2 separate regions of the Sus scrofa genome follow, and region 2 is linked to region 1. Evidence: chromatin contacts called from public HiChIP or PLAC-seq data. All regions are on one chromosome and are shown on one strand. Each heading gives the region's core, a stretch centred on a gene start, on an enhancer-like site or on the middle of the called end of the contact. The rest is flanking DNA. Distances are from core to core; before and after follow the strand shown. Region 1 has its middle 16 kb from the start of MANBA. Region 2 has its middle 45 kb from the start of SLC39A8.

Region 1 (2,698 bases), core at 111-2,610:
GTAGACAATTATACTGACGAATTCTGTGAAAAGAGCAACTAAACTGCTTTTAGTTTAGTGCTGGGAAAAAAACATTTAAAAACTTACTGTTAATTTGCCAAGAAAGAAAGTATTCTTATGCCAAAACCAAGTTGAAACTAGGACCCCCAAAAGGGGGTGAAGACACCAGTTCCATCCCTGGTCCCAAGCAGTGGGTTAAGGATCCAGCATTGCTTCAGCTGTTGTGTGGGTTGCAGCTCTGGTTCAGTTTTATCCCAGGCCTGGGAACTTCCATATGCCGTGGTAGTGGTGGGAAGAAAAAAAAGAAAGACAATGACCATCAAGAGAAAAGCATCTGACACTCTTTACGTTTCAATACAGACATTAATTAAAACTTAAATAATAAATTACAGGTTAAAAACACAAAATGACAAAAACTGAAAATAAGTATGATAAATATAAAAACCTTTTAAACAAATATACACTTTATGATTAATAGATTTTTTTTTTTTTTTTTTTGGTCTTTTTGCTATTTCTTTGGGCCGCTCCCGCGGCATATGGAGGTTCCCAGGCTAGGGGTCGAGTCGGAACTGTAGCCACCGGCCTACGCCAGAGCCACAGCAACGCGAGATCCGAGCCACATCTGCAACCTACACCACAGCTCATGGCAACGCCGGATCGTTAACCCACTGAGCAAGGGCAGGGACCGAACCCGCAACCTCATGGTTCCTAGTCGGATTCGTTAACCACCGCGCCACGATGGGAACTCCAAGATTTATTTTTTAAAGTTCCAAATCAGAGCAACCTGGTGCTGGCAGAAGCAAACAAATACTCTGCAGGAACTCAATAATACCTCATTGTTAAAAACCAAAAAGAAAAAATGTGCCAAGGAACATTGTACCATCAGTAGGGATGGATTTATGAAAACTTCAGACATTAAAAACATCAGCTCATCCAACCCGAAAAGAAGTAAAACTATCTGCAGGTGACATGATACAGGAAATCTTAGTAATTACTACAGCTAATAATTTAGTGAAGTTGCAGGATACAAAAATCAGTTGTATTTCTGTAAGTAGTGTTTAACCATCCTAAAAATGAAATTAAGAAATTCCATTTAGAATAAGAATAAAAAAGTGGTAAAATTTGTATACTGAAAATAAGTCTTAAATAAAGACATTCTGTGTTCATAGATTCGAAGATTTATTAAAATGGCAATAAAATCAATCTACAGATTCAGTGCAATCCATATCAAAATTCCAGTGATTTTGCAGAAATGGAAGATTTAAAAATTCATATGAATTGCAAAGGAGCACAAAGAGCTAGACAATCTTGCAAAACAAAGTTAGAGAATTGCTACTTCCTGATTTCAAAATTTACTGCAAAACTGCAGTAATCAAAACAGTATAGTACTGGGAGTCATCTGTTGGATTGGCAGGTTAAGGATCAGTGGTTCACATTGCTGCTGTTCAATCCCCAGCTTGGGAACTTTCACTTGCTGCTGGTGTGGCAAAAGAAAAAAAAAATCAGTGTGGTACTAGCCTAAAGATAAACTTATAGACCAATGGAATGTAGTTGAGAGTCCAGAAATGAACTCATATACATCTTGTGGTCAACAGGGTGTCAAGACCACTCAACAGGGCATGAATAGTTTCTTCAACAAATGGTGCTGAGACAACTGGATATTAACATGCAAAAAAATGAATTTGGGCCCCTACCTCACATTATATACAAAAATTAACTCAAAATGTATAAAAGCCCTTAATGTAAGATCTAAAACTATAAAACTCTTAGAAGAGGAGTAGATTTTTGTGACTTTGGATTTGGCAATAAATTCTTATGATGCCAAAAGCACAAGAAATGAAAGATAAATTGGACTCCCTTAAAAATTGTATACTTCTGTATATCAAAGGACACTATCAAAGTGAAAAAACAACTTAAGAATAGGAGAAGATATTTGCAAATCACATTTCTGGTAAGGGTCTAGTATCCAGCATATATAAAGAACCCATAACACTCAATGAAAGATAAGTAACCCAATTTAAAAATGGGCAAAATATTTGAATAAATATTTCTCAAAAAAATGTACACATGCCAGCAAGCATATGAAAAATGTTCAACATCATTATTTATTAGAGGAATGCAAATCAAAACCACAATAAGACACCACCTCACTCTCACTAGGATAGCTATAATTTTTTAAAATGGGAACTAAGTATTTGTAAAGATTTGGAGAATCTGGAGCATTGTACATTGCTGGTGGGATTGTAAAATGATGCAGCTTCTTTGGAAAGCACTTTGGTTATTCTCACAAAATTAAACATAAAATTACCATATGACCCAGCAATTTCATTCCTAGATACATACCCAAGGTAATTTTTTAAATGTTTTTTATTAATGTATGTGGATTTACAATGTGTCAATTTCTGCAGTATAGCAAAGTGACATATATATATATATATATATATTCCTTTTCTTACATTATCTCCCATCATGTTTTATCACATTTGATATAATTCCCTGTGTTATATACAGTAGGACTTTATTCCTTATCCATTCTAAATGTAATAGCTTGCATTCTACCAACCCCAAACTCCCTGTCCATCTCACTCCCTCCCCCTTGGCAACCACAAATCTGTTCTCCATGTTTGTGAGTTTGTTTCTGTTCTGTTGATAGATTCATTTGCGCCCTATCTTCCCTTCCATGTATAAGTGACATCAT
Region 2 (2,698 bases), core at 87-2,586, 320 kb after region 1:
ATTCTCTTAAATAACTTTCAAAACAACATTATAAAGTAGGTATGATATTCCCCACTTTATAGATGAGAAAACTGGGACAGAGAGCCATTAGGTGACTTGGCTAAGGGACACAGTGTACAGTTGTCGTAGCTCTAATTCCCATTTATTTGCTGATGGTTCTCAAACTCATATCTCCAGGCTACATCTCCCAAGCTTTGGGTAACTCATTAAGTCGTTTCCATGGTTGCTCCATGGGCTGTCAAGTTCAGTATTTCTGATACTGAATTATTATTTCCTTCTCCAAATCGTTTCTCCTGTATTTCCATTCGGGGCTATGTTATCTTCATGGTTTCTTTTCCTCTCCTACACTGGCCCAATCTTCAGTCCTACTGAGTTTAAATCCAAGTTGTGGCTGCTTCAGTTTAGGGCCTAACCATCTCTCACCTGGCTTTACTCATCAGTGTCCTACCTGCCTAAAATGCTTTGATGATACGGGTTGATAAATGGGATAAAAGGCCTTCTGTGATCCAGACCCCACCTACATCTCTACAACCATCTTCAGTGTCTCTCTTCCCATAAGTTATGTTTTAGGTACATTGACTTACTTAGAGTTCCTCCTAGATGTCCGGTTATTTCTCTCTTCCACACCTGTGCTTATGTGGTCCCCTCTGTCTGCAATGCACGTCATTTCCTTTTTCATCCAGTTAAGTACCATTCATCCTCAGATGTCACTTCATGGAGACTCGCAGCCTCCCTTCCCTGGGCTAACATGACTTGCTGATGGAATGAATGAAAAGGGTAAGAAGTGAAGACGTCAAGGGTTTGGCCTTACCCACTCGAAGAAGAGGGTTGTCATTCTTTGATACAGGAAAGACTGAGGCTTTGGGAGCTGAACTCATGGTCTGATTTTGGACCTATGGAGTTTGAATGACGATAAGATTTCCAGGTGAAGTTATTTATTAGGCATTTAGCCAGATGAGACTGGAATCCAGGGCCAGACTAGAGATGTACATCAGCAAAGAGATGGTATTTAAAGCCATGAGTCTGAGTGAGGATACCAAGGGAGTGAAAAAAAGAGCGGAGAATAGGTCCGAAAACTGAGCCCCAAGGCATCTATGTAGTAACAATCTATTTATGCCCATGTGTCCCCACCATAGGATGAGATGGTGGCGCTCCTGGGCTTTGTTTTAGTTACCCTTTCCTTCTGAGTATGTGTTGTGTAATATTGCATGTATAAGCTTCGTCTGGTAAATGCTTGTTGAATAAAATGAATGAGGAAGTGAAATATCTACAGGACTCAAGCAATAGTGCCCTTAAATGAAGCTTCTTTGGGTGTAAGTAATAGGGAGTGGTATGAATCATGGGAAACGGAGAAGTACATGCTTTAGCAAAAGGGGAAGTGTGGATGTAACTCCATTCGATTGCTACCATGCACAAATATGGGTCAAGGGCAGCCCAATTTTATGATTACAAGAGAAGCCAGAAATCTCTGACTTTTTTAATGTTAAAATTTTCTGACCCAAGAGTCTGCAGGTCAGTTGAAATGCATCCTGAAACTATTCATTATCCTGCCAGGTCATGACCTCTGATTAGTTAGTTCAACGTTATTTTATAGATGAAGAAAAGCAGGCTCCCCTGTTATCTGTTATTAGGGAGCTAACCTTTACAGGGAGTAAATTACTCCTTCACCTTTTGGTTAAGATTTTAGGCTGCCTTTTAGCTACAACAGAGAGGCAGAAAATTGTAACCAAGAAAGCTACTCAATAAATATTGTTATATGTATTCTTCTGTTTTGACTCAATTGCTTGACTCAGTCCTTTAACTTGGGTTTCAGAGATTTAATTACCCCATTTATTAGTTTTCCCACCTGAAAAATGGGGATAATAATCTCTACCTTAATTATCTAACAGGGTTATGATGAGAATCCAATAAGATGATCTAGGTTTGAGTGATTTGAAAGGCTTACATAGGATGCAGTGGGAATGGCCTGGTATCTTAGCACTCCAGAGATTAATCCAGGATAAAGCATAAGTAGCGATGGCCATTTTATTATTTGGCAAATGTATTTGGTGTTATGAAACACTGTATTTTAAAAACTCATATACCTCAAAAAGCATATGTTTTAAAAGTCAACTGAGCAAAGAGATAAAAGAGAATGTCACCTTGTGAAAATCAAGTGCCTACCTTAGACTTGAGTTGGCATTGACCTACCTCTGCCAAGAGGAGGCCTGGGAGCATGGTAGACAGTTTAAAGATTTTTCTCAGAAAACAATTCTGAGTCTGCTCCAGGACAAGGGCAAATCAATAAAGAAGGTTCCAAAGTTCTACACTCTTGATGGTTTGAAGACTGGAAAATTTTCAAAGCAGAATTACCCATAGAAAAACTTCAGAAATTCACTTGTAAAATGTCTGAGTTTGAGAGCTCCCTAGTGACCCTTTGGGGGAAAATTACTTGTGTAAATGTACCCCATATTAATAAATAAAGATTGACATGTTGTTTAGAGTTGTTGGATATAAACCAATTAAACCTTGGAGGACATCTGTCAGAAATATGAATTGGTGTTTAGATATAGTTGAACTTAAAAGGACTCTCTCTGACTTTACAGGGTAGAACTATTGTATATTGAGCCCAGTACTATCACAGGATATTTTTCTTTTTAGTTTTTTTCTTTTTTCTTTTTTTGGCAAGGGGAATTAAAATCGAGTTATAAAGTTAAGC

Evidence for each region. HiChIP or PLAC-seq counts read pairs in DNA pulled down with a chosen protein or histone mark.
Region 2: an H3K27ac HiChIP or PLAC-seq map of alveolar macrophages shows a contact between it and region 1. The contact joins two enhancer-like sites. A contact is called at or near these places in 2 of 47 Hi-C or Micro-C datasets (embryonic fibroblasts and epiblast stem cells) and 1 of 2 datasets of contacts at active chromatin or transcription factors (alveolar macrophages).

The regions. Positions count from the first base shown.
Region 1 is chr8:118,234,216-118,236,913 of Sscrofa11.1, forward strand. No RefSeq gene overlaps it. Among named protein-coding and RNA genes, the nearest start is that of MANBA, 16 kb to the right of the region's middle. Within about 2 kb of position 1,361, at least 1 of the 83 cell types and tissues checked has an H3K27ac peak or open chromatin away from gene starts, as enhancers often do. A contact at or near this core is called in alveolar macrophages, where this site is marked.
Region 2 is chr8:118,558,490-118,561,187 of Sscrofa11.1, forward strand. No RefSeq gene overlaps it. Among named protein-coding and RNA genes, the nearest start is that of SLC39A8, 45 kb to the right of the region's middle. Within about 2 kb of position 1,337, at least 5 of the 83 cell types and tissues checked have an H3K27ac peak or open chromatin away from gene starts, as enhancers often do. A contact at or near this core is called in alveolar macrophages, where this site is marked.